Linked DNA regions of Drosophila melanogaster: region 2 is linked to region 1. The links are chromatin contacts, called in public HiChIP or PLAC-seq maps. All regions are on one chromosome and are shown on one strand. Each heading gives the region's core, a stretch centred on a gene start, on an enhancer-like site or on the middle of the called end of the contact. The rest is flanking DNA. Distances are from core to core; before and after follow the strand shown. Region 1 holds the start of Rab10. Region 2 holds the start of Ntf-2 (Nuclear transport factor-2).

What was found. HiChIP or PLAC-seq counts read pairs in DNA pulled down with a chosen protein or histone mark.
Region 2: a contact with region 1 is called in an H3K27ac HiChIP or PLAC-seq map of the Kc167 cell line, with 3 times the contacts expected there. The contact joins the promoter of Ntf-2 here to the promoter of Rab10 in region 1. A contact is called at or near these places in 5 of 107 Hi-C or Micro-C datasets (the D17-c3 cell line, cellular blastoderm embryo, eye imaginal disc and 2 more) and 1 of 6 datasets of contacts at active chromatin or transcription factors (the Kc167 cell line).

Annotation. Positions count from the first base shown.
Region 1 is chrX:20,248,063-20,253,663 of dm6, forward strand. It overlaps Rab10, which reads left to right and starts at 3,276. Exons shown (of 4, transcript NM_078695.4): 1 at 3,276-3,695; 2 at 4,176-4,375; 3 at 4,446-4,535; 4 at 5,004-5,601. The coding sequence starts at 3,569. The coding sequence ends at 5,201. It overlaps CG17068, which reads right to left and starts at 3,031. Exons shown (of 1, transcript NM_134535.3): 1 at 247-3,031. The coding sequence starts at 2,891. The coding sequence ends at 807. It overlaps Peritrophin-A (Peritrophin A), which reads left to right. Exons shown (of 4, transcript NM_001258850.2): 4 at 1-141.
Region 2 is chrX:21,033,883-21,039,051 of dm6, forward strand. It overlaps Ntf-2 (Nuclear transport factor-2), which reads left to right and starts at 1,587. Exons shown (of 5, transcript NM_001272821.1): 1 at 1,587-1,839; 2 at 2,517-2,588; 3 at 2,657-2,755; 4 at 4,864-5,169. The coding sequence starts at 1,732. The coding sequence ends at 4,977.

The DNA of each region.
Region 1 (5,601 bases), core at 2,026-4,525:
TTAACCTTTTTGCTTTCTAACCAACCAACCGTCTGTATCTTGCTCTTCTTTCTGTATTATTAACTTGTTTTGTTGTTTGGTCTCTTTTGTATATGAATCGCAATAAAGTTAATTTTATTTATTGTACATTACATCAAGGCGAAAAAGTAGCCATTCTTGGTGGGAGTTTGGTTTGGAAGGTTCTTAAACGACGTACCCATCATAGCCCAGAGCTTTACAATTAGGATTGAGACACGCGACGGCATTAGGAAATATATTAAATATGTTTTATTAAATTGAAATATACCAATTTAGTCTTGTGTAAATCTTAAAATATTTGCTTGTTGCTCTACAAAACCTAAGCTCAAAAATATTACTTTTGGAAGAAAAACATTTAAGTGGTGTTCGTTGAGAGGGACGTTTGGATAATCATTATCATTAGGCAGCTAAAATCAAGCATGCAAAAAAAAAGAAATGCATAATTGGCTACAGCGTTTCAGAACAAATTGAACTTGGCAATAAACCTGTACAAACATAATGCAACAATTGCAGTTGCATTAGCCATTGCTGACCAGAAATGCGATGTTCATTTCTAGTCATTTGCTTGGCGATCCAAAACAGATAAGGAACACAAACAATCCATACACACACACATGGTAAGTGATGTAAAAACTATGCACAATTAGTTCCCATTTTGGAACTAGGAGAAGGGGAAATATAATCGTACAGATCAAATAATTTCCATGGCCAATGACGCCAACCAAAGACTATCACATCGGAAATACAAGGAAGGAGACCTAAACTAACGAACTCATATTGCTCCGCATTCAGTCGACCAGGTGACGGCCATGGTCCTGCGGTGTGGAGAAGATAATTGCGTAGATAAGGCCGTCGCGAACCGATTCGGTGGGGTTGCCCACGTTGAACATGAACTTCACGCGATTGCAGTTGGCATCGGGCACACAGGAGTACATGGGATACCAGCCGGTCTTGTTGAACACCACGTAGATCTTGTAGATCTGGTTTCGGTATATGTACACCGGTCGATCGAACGTGATGTCCAGCAGCGAATCGTAACGCACGCGTGCCGTGCAGTGCGTGTATGTGATGCGTGAGCCGTGCATGTCCTGGATGTGGGCGTACAGCACCTCGGTGTATCGTTCCGTAAAACCGGCAGAAGTCATCAGCTCGCCGCACAGCACGCGCGTGGGCACTTGGACGCCCAGGATCCAAATGTTGGTGTCCACCTGGAACGTTACGCCCGCATCCGTGACGCTGGTGTTGCGGAAGTCAAATTGCCGGGTAAGGGAGCGCATACAGTACGCGCGCACCATGTCGTTGTGCGAATTTCCAGCTGCGGATCCAGCTCCTCCAGCTGCAGCGCCGCCAGCGGGCGCCGGTGCGCCTCGATCGCCGCCATCATCATCATTGGCGGGCGCTGGGACTGGCGCTCCGCTCTCGTAGCCCTCGCCGAAGCAGCGCAGTGGTGCTGGCGCAGGTGCGGCATCCGGTGGGACGCCCACCGGTTCCGGCGGGCGGATGACCAATTCCTCGCCTGCGAAGCCGAATCCCGTGCCCACGGATCCGAAACGGGGCGCAATGCCCATCATCATACCGCCGCCGGAGGGTCCTCCGCTGCGAACTGCCGGTCCCGGTCCCGGGAAACAGACGCCCGAGGGAGCGGCTCCAGTGCGATACGAGGAGGACAATTCTCTCTGGGCGTGTCGGTGGCCCGACTCGTAGAAGTTGCGCGTGCTCCGCGACACGCAGAAGCCTTCGGGCATGTGACAATCGTTGAGCGAGGGACTGGAGATCTTAATCAGGATGGAGAGGGCCTCGTGCTGCTGCAGCAGCTTGGAACGGGCCGGTCCCTCCGCGAACTGCTGCGGCGTCATGGTGAGAAAGCGAATCTTTTTGACCGCCTGCCTGAGCATGGCGCCATCGAGAATGGTGCGCTGGGCGTCCATGATGTTAATCATGTTGGCGGCGGCATCGGCCGAAGCGTCGCTATCGATGATTACCAGGTCGTCGGAGCCGGAAGCCACGTCCAGCGGCGGGGAGGCAGCCGTGGGCGCAGCTGCAGCCGCGGCAGCCGCAGAGGAAGTGGAAGCCATCCCAGCGTCCGTTTCGAAGCTGTCAGCCTCGTCGTCCTGGTGCATGTGCTGCACCATGGCCGCCACATCGGGCTCCATCTTGATCTCTTCGACCAGCACATGGCCGGCAGCATTGTCGGGCGATTCCTTGGTCAGCACCTGACCTCCGCTAGCAGTCTCTTCCTGGCCGGACTCGTTCAGGATGCCCCGCTCACTGGCAAACTTCAGCAGGCAGTTGAACAAATCCAGCTCGGAGTCGATGTTCAGGCGATTCTGGTCAAGAATGGCCATCAGGGTGGAGACCTCGATGTCCAGGAAGCTGGGATCGGACAGAACCTCGCGCGTGTTGGCCGCGATCAGATCCATGCTGCTTTGCATGAGGCGCGGCTCATCGAACAGCTTGGCAAACTCGTACGCCCGGCACGCGTTTTTCGGACTAAGATCAGCCCAAAGGAAATGGGTGCAGCGCGTGACCACGTGGGGCAGCATGTACTTCTTGGCCACGTAGCACAGCTCGCAGGCCTTGTCGAAGGACCCAATGGTGATGCGGTCCGTGTAGATGTACTCCAGCATCGCCTCGAACGCCTCCGGCTGCACGTCCGGAATGACGATGGGGTCCGTCTTATCGGGCAGGTTGCCATAGAACATTCGCTCGAACACCGGCGAAGCCATGGCCAGTAGCAGCTTGTGGCCGGCAATGAGCCGCTGGGTGGGCGAAGAACCCACCAGAAAGCGGCAGTCGGCCCACTTCTCCGAGTGGAGCAGGTACTGGCCCCGATCCTTCAGCTCGGTGAGGCCGTTTTGCCAGTCGATGTCCATTGCCTGCGGTGGATTGGCTGGGATTGGGATCACTGTAATCCAAACGTTGTTCGCTCTGATTTGTGTGAATAATCCACCTTTTTGCGAATCGGTTTGGGATTTTGCGAAATTGTTATTATTTTACGATACCGATAATTGAATGCGTGCTTACCTATCGATTGGCTGTCGTACCGATAGCAGAGGTCTGCCAAATGGCGTAATAATTAAAAGTCATGTTATGAGCTTTCTAGCAAAAATACTTAAGCATTTAAGGTATTATCAAGAGTAAACTCAAATCTTTCTTTAGATTTTAAGCTGTGATTTCAAAACTGTGACTCCATAGCAGTCGATAGTTGTATTAAACCATCGAAGTTGCCACACTGGTGAGAGCATGGATGGTATCGAACAGATATCGATTCATGTTCCAGCTCTAGTTCTAATAGCAACAATTTCAAGCGAAAATATTAATTAATTCGGCGCATTTAAGACACGCGGAGAAAAAAGAGCTAGCTCGAGATACAGGATCATTGCTTAGGCGGCCATAACCGAGAGAAAGAGCGAAAAAGGGCAGGCGCTTCAATAATAATAATATCTCTTGTCACCTGCGCCCGTGCGTTTGTGTGTGTGTGTGTTTGCGTGCGTGTGAGTGTCGCGTGTGTTTGTGCTTTGTTCTGCGAGCGTTCCGTTGCGTTTTGGAAATGGCAAAGAAAACCTACGATTTGCTCTTTAAACTGTTGCTGATCGGTGATTCAGGAGTGGGCAAGACGTGCATATTGTTCCGGTTCTCGGATGATGCATTCACGTCCACGTTCATATCGACCATAGGTGAGTAACGGGACCGTACGCACATACTTGCATCTGTCCACCCGCACCGCACACACACACACACGCGCACATGTCAGCTGCACAGCCAGGATATATATACGTGTGTGTGGGTGTGTGACTGGGCGTGGCACTGCCTTATCGACTGGCCTATGCACTGCTTGTTTCGATCGCCTGCGGAGTGGAAAGCGGAGGAGAAGTGAGCAAAATATGCCATCTATGTGGCTATGTAACTCCCTGAACTTGAACTTTTCGTACTAAACTACTGCATGTTCGCAACACGTAACACAGACGTGTGATCATTTGGTTGGAATGAATGCTTCATATACGTCTAATGTAATGAATCATCGTGATATCAATGTCGAACTGCTTTATTTTATTCAATTCCAATGTAATCGATAACACCGCCGTGACGTCATTCGGCTCAAATTGCGTTGGTTTTTCCGCACTACATTTGCTTTCTCGTTCAACCGTTTTTCTCAGGCATCGATTTCAAAATCAAAACAGTCGAGCTGCGCGGCAAGAAGATCAAGCTGCAAATATGGGACACCGCCGGCCAGGAGCGGTTCCACACGATAACCACCTCGTACTATCGAGGCGCCATGGGCATAATGCTGGTCTATGACATAACGAACGAGAAGAGTTTCGAGAACATAGTCAAATGGTTACGGAATATAGACGAGGTAGGTGTTTCCCCTGCGAGTAATGGCCTTTTCTAAAGTCTGAAATCTTCTTCTTTTTTTTTTGTTTTAGCACGCCAACGAGGATGTGGAGAAGATGATCCTCGGCAACAAGTGCGATATGACGGACAAGAGGGTGGTCAACAAGGAGCGCGGCGAAGCGGTGAGCATCCCTCATCCACAGAGTGCCCCCACAACAGCAATCACTGTCAGAGATTAGGAAATATAGTCGTAGTTAGATCGTTAAGCTCTTCTGCCATAGGAGTTGAGTTCGGAAATCGATCATATATTAGTGTGTTTAGCTTTCAAAGCCAACTGTTTTTTACAAGCGAATTCCATGCCCCTTAATAGTTTCCTATTGTTTTGATTTTTTAAGATAAGTTTGCAAATTGAACACAGCGAATATATTCGTTCTCTGACAATCAAGACGAAACTATTTAGGTGCTATAGTATGTCCGTGGTAATGAATGCAAGGGAAAATTTCCGGAGGCATACAATTTATGTTAGAACTATTCTGGTTATTTATTATGATTGTTACTCAATGATCGCACACGCCCCACGTCTGTTTGATCAATTTGTTTACAAAGCCAATAACTTGCTCCCCTTCCCCATCTCTGCCCACGTTTTTTAGATTGCCCGTGAACATGGCATTCGGTTTATGGAAACATCCGCCAAGTCGAACATAAACATCGAGCGGGCCTTCTGCGAGCTGGCCGAGGCCATTCTGGACAAGACATCAGGACGCGAGTCGGCGGAGAATCAGGAGCGCGTGATTATCGATCGCCGGAACCAGGAGAAGGCGCCGGGCTACAGCAAGTGCTGCGCGTAAAAAGCGGCGTTCTAGGCGAACGGGGCGTGGTTTGGCCCGGTTTGTGCTCAGCTGTGCGTGGGGAAGGCGGCGAAGTACGGATTGGATTGGATTAAACTGGACTAGATTGAATTGGAATGGAACGAAACGAATCGAATCGAACCGAAAGCAGTGGGGACCGGTTTCTGAAACCGCTCCGCACGGACGAAGCAAAAAACAAAGCAATAGAGCCGGGGTCATTCGCACGTAGGAAACTTACTTATTACGAGGATACGCAAAATGGAACAAGCAACAGAAACAACCTACCTAAAGTTTAACAACAAGCAACAGATATTGTAATACGAACATTTGGAAGCAACTTTACAAAACTCCGAACGATGGATGGTGGTCGGGCATGGGCCACGTTAGTTAACGCCCACAC
Region 2 (5,169 bases), core at 337-2,836, 780 kb after region 1:
ATAGAGACAGGAGTGACTGTCTCTAACACACAGTAATAGTGTAAAAATCACGGAGCAGACCAATAGCCAACCCCTCCGCTTATGAGTCCCCCGTCGGAACTTCACCCTTCACACCCAACCCTTAAGTCCATGACGCTGCGCTTGCTCTCTTGACCAGCCGGGCAGCAGCATAATAAAAACCCATTTTGCGTCTGAGCCAAGGTGGCCGGCGGAATGGTTTGTGTCTGAGCCTCATCGGCCAGCACCGTAACCATCACCTGGCGAATGGTATAGGGCCGCACACCTTGCAGTCCAAGGTTCTAAGGACCCCACCCTATAAGCCAAACGATGGCACCCCCAAGGGGCCATTATAAGTGACCTCCCCCCCAAACAGAGCCCAACCAGCAAGGCCCCCTTTTCTAGAAATCGAGGAGATGGGAGATATATTATACAACGGGGTGAGGAGCATTAATCTGGCAATGAAGAACACATTTGCCAGATTGAAGGATCTCCAACTAAAGCTGCGCGTGAGGCTGCCGGAGGAGGAGAATTCGCATGCCAAATGCACCGCAAGAACTGATGCTAGCCAACAGACCATCCCTAATGGCCTCTTTAGCTATGAAGAACCGAGTAAGGGCAAAGACGGTGTCAAACCAAAGATCGCACGGTGATGTCCAACGCCCTGCACTCCAAGGAGCTGAAGTTGGCGTTGCCGACTCGACCAGCAAGACGGTAATAATGCTGCTCAAAGGTGCCTTGAAACGTGCGACACATACTGAATATGCCATCCAACTGTTTTTCTGTTTTTTATTTTTGTTCTTAGCTAAATGTAATATGTCAAATAAACGAATTTAAAAAAAACCTAATCCTGCGAACCAAACATAGGTGTGTGTTGTGATGGAGGCAACTCCTGCGCAGGCGCGCGATGTCCGTAAATGTGGTGAGCATTGCCACGAATTGTGCGCGCCAAACGCAAATTTTCCTGCTGCGATGCATACGCACTGCCGGTGTGACCAGATCGGTCACTCTTATCGATATCGTTACCAATCCAGCTTACTAGCTTTAATAAATTCTATAAACTTGTATATCGAAAATAAAATTATTATTAATATTATATTAATATCATTTCAAATGGCAATGAATATTTAATTTTAGTAATAAATTGGGGTGGATATATGCTTTTCCGAATGTGAAGAAAACATCATCCTTTCAATATCTGGTTTATCCCTCCCGTCTGAAAATTGTGAAAATACAAGCGATTCCACATTATGAATAAACGGATCTAAAAATCAACTTTAGATACCTTACAATGGATTGTAAGTTGCGTTAGCTTAAGTATGACCTGCAATTAAACAACAAATCAAAGAAAAGTCGTCCCGAGCGAGGAAAAAAAATAATATATGAAACACAAATAATTGTTTTCCAAATGACCAAGTATTACGCCTGACAGAAATGCAATAATTTGTTCTTACATTTATGTGACCCTATCATCATCGAATCATATTTCAAATTCCAATTCCGATTTCGTTATTAGGACATCGGGCTGTAGCCCTGGGTATCGTAATCGATAGTTGCGAAATAGCAGTCAGCGATAGTGTCTGACAAAATCGACGTTGTTCCACCCCTAACAAAGAGTGGTGATCTGAGCGCAGTCGGTTGATTTCATTTGGTTTTTTTTTTAATTATTCGTGTCGCCGCGATCGGATCGGATTTCCCATAATCTCTGAGCGTTCCGCCTATCCTTCAAGTGAAATGTCGCTGAATCCGCAGTACGAGGACATTGGCAAGGGATTTGTGCAGCAGTACTATGCGATATTCGATGACCCGGCGAATCGGGCGAACGTGGTTAATTTCTATAGCGTAAGTGTTGTTGCTTCCCGCTTCTGCTCGTCGCCTTTCATCTCTCCTTTATTCCCGTCTCCGCTTTCGCCTGCACATTTTTCGCTTGCCATCCCCATCACACGCACAGGTGACGCGCGGCGCGCCCTTGAAAAATTCCGCCTCCTTTCAGCAGAAAATGAATAAAGAAACTGTTGCAATGCGAAAAAGAGCGCGAAAAAGAGCAGCTGGAGATATACGGTCGGCGTATCCGTGATATCGTGGGAATAGGATGAATGTTGATAGGGGCGGGGGCAGCGTTCGATTCTCGAAGTTTCGGGTGACACATTACGCCCATGCTCGCATAAATAAATACACACATACGAAATATATGGCCAACATACAACTGCGGTTAGCACAATAGGGCCCAATATACGATATAAATTCGTGAAAAAATTGTATTAATATCTTGAAAAATATGGCATAATTGTGTTTCATTAGTTTCAATCAATTCAGTTTTTTTGTCACATAAAAGAGTAAATGAAAGAATAAAAAAGTCTATAATGATAAAGTATTGAAAATAAAACTATCTGTTTGATATGTTTTTAATTTAAATATTAACAGTTTTATAACCAATTTTGTTCTTAATAATACGAAATATCATTACTAAGTAAAACATCATCATAACACTTATATCATTATATATTTTATACTTCCAGGCTACCGACTCATTCATGACCTTTGAAGGCCACCAAATACAGGGGGCACCCAAGATTCTGGAAAAAGTTCAGGTAAGTCCTGATTATATACAGTCATGGGCATATGTATAATATTTTGCATACCCTTCCTATTCCTGCAGAGTCTGAGCTTTCAGAAGATTACCAGAGTGATAACCACAGTGGACTCGCAGCCAACTTTCGATGGCGGAGTTCTGATCAACGTCCTTGGAAGACTACAGGTAAAACCAGAATTCTCAACAAGAAAACTGTCCTAAACTCGCTGTCGGGGGGAAATTCAATGACTGCCTGCGGCGGCGGTTAGAATATTAGCACTGCCGACCAATTCAATCGATTTTCTTTTCAAGTTTTGAATTTTATTTTTGGTCTTTTCAACACGTAAATGCTTGACAATCGTTTTTGTAACAAATAGAACGTTTTGTTTTGGCTTTCACATAAGAACATTATTTATTTTGCACTGTTTCCCATTTATTTGTTATCATGTATGGGCTTTATTAAGCCTGCCACTTTATTCCATTAAGTGTTCTTCATTCTAAGATACATTATACCCGTTACTAGTGCAGTTAAAGAGTATACTATATTCGTTAAAAAGTATGTAACATGTAGAAGCAATCGTTTTCGACAAAATGTAGTATATATATTCTTGATCAGGATCAATAGCCGAGTCGATCTGGCCCTCTCCATATGAACGTCGAGATCTCAGGAACTATAAAAGCTAGAAGGTTGATATTAAGCAGACCGATCCTAGAGACACCGACGCAGCGCAAGTTTGTTGATCCATGTTGCCACGCCCACTCATATTGTTCAATATGAAATTTCGCGTTCTCACTTCCAGTCGGAAAAGTCGACCATAGCATTCTCTCTTGTTTTGAATATAATATCCATTGACTTATTGATGCAGTTATAGTAGGTAGATAAATGAAATGAATTTTAAAAAGAGTAACTGCCTCAATGTATTTTACGATACCTTATTGTTCAAAGTGGATATATGTAGAGACGTAGAAGCAAATTTCAATCGCCCATCACTTAAGATATGAAATCATTCATCATTCTTCCGTAAAGTCGTAAGGGCAGTGCTATTTGCCGACCGCCGCTGCATCTATTATTCCATATAAGTCACCTGAATCTGAATCGAATATCTCAATTCTGGTTATTACAAAACGAAACACAAATGCCAAAACAAACCAATGCAGACCGACGAGGATCAGCCGCATGCCTATATTCAGACCTTCGTATTGAAGCCGGTGGGCGGCAGTTTCTTTGTGCAGCACGATATATTCCGACTCTCGCTGCACGATGTGTAGCACCAGCGAGCCCGACCTGCCACGCCCAGTCCACAGACTCCAGCGCCCGGCTATATGTGTGTAAATCGAGATCGAGATCAGCAGCCAAACGATCAGCCAGCAGACACGAGACGAGAGCCAGTTAAAAAACGAAAGAAATCCATATCTAAGCGATAAGATAGTTCTGCTGCTTGTCGACCTTATGCCGCCCAGCCATGCCCACTCCGCCCACATATACAAAAATATTTATCCTTGGCGTCTCGTCGTCGTCCAATTTCTTCTAATTATTCTCACAGTACGTGAATGTCCAACGAAAATTAATCAAATCAAAATGTTGCGCATTTCATTTCGTGCATGGTTTTCGTTGATTTTGAGTTGGATTTGCTCTTTCTTTCGGTTGGTCGCTGGGGACCTGGAACCTCCTAATAATGCAATTTTAATGTAACACAAACAATTTCTGTAACCTCTATTGCTTTACATTTTTAACTAAACGGTTTATATTTATATTATATTTTTAGATGCTTTCAATTGATATTGCACTTATAAAAATTCTGTTTTTCATTTGTTACAAAACCAAATACCAATTGACTAGTCTTAACTTGCATATTGTTTTGTTCAATAGCTCGAAGAAGAGAACTGTAAATATCCCAAATTGTTAAGCGCACCCTAATATGCCTTAAAAAAAAAACTTTCAAATGTTGTTCAATTTTGAATGGAACTGAGGAAAGTTTTGAGAAGTTCTTATATCAGTGAATAATAATTTTGCTCGCACATTTGGTATAAAGTTTATTCTGCTCGTGAAAATGTTTTGGAGTTATGTTCAATTTATCGAGCGAGCCCTGTACAGTAAACACGCACCTTACACGATCAATCGGCTGCCAGTTGTACACCCTTTCCCTCTGACCCTGGCTTCAAACTGTGTGTACTCCATTCATATCTAACTCAATACGTTGAAATTGGTTTTTCGCACGCTTGTGTTATTGACTTTAAATGTGACTGGTTTGCCTGGCATCTGCTAACGTATTTATGATTTCATTCCTTTGCAGTGCGATGACGATCCCCCACATGCCTTCTCGCAGGTCTTTTTCCTGAAGGCCAACGCAGGCACCTTCTTTGTGGCCCACGACATCTTCCGTCTCAACATCCACAACTCTGCCTAGGAGCACTCCACTTACCTACGTATGCACACCACTCAGCACCACACATAATCGACATCCAAAGATGCCCAGCGCCAGATGATAACAACAAGCTCGGCAGTGGAACTCAGAAAAAAAAAATATAACAAAGCCAGCCAGCGGTCTCACGATTATCAGCAAATACAAAAGTTAGAAAAAGAAAAAAAAAAAAAAAAC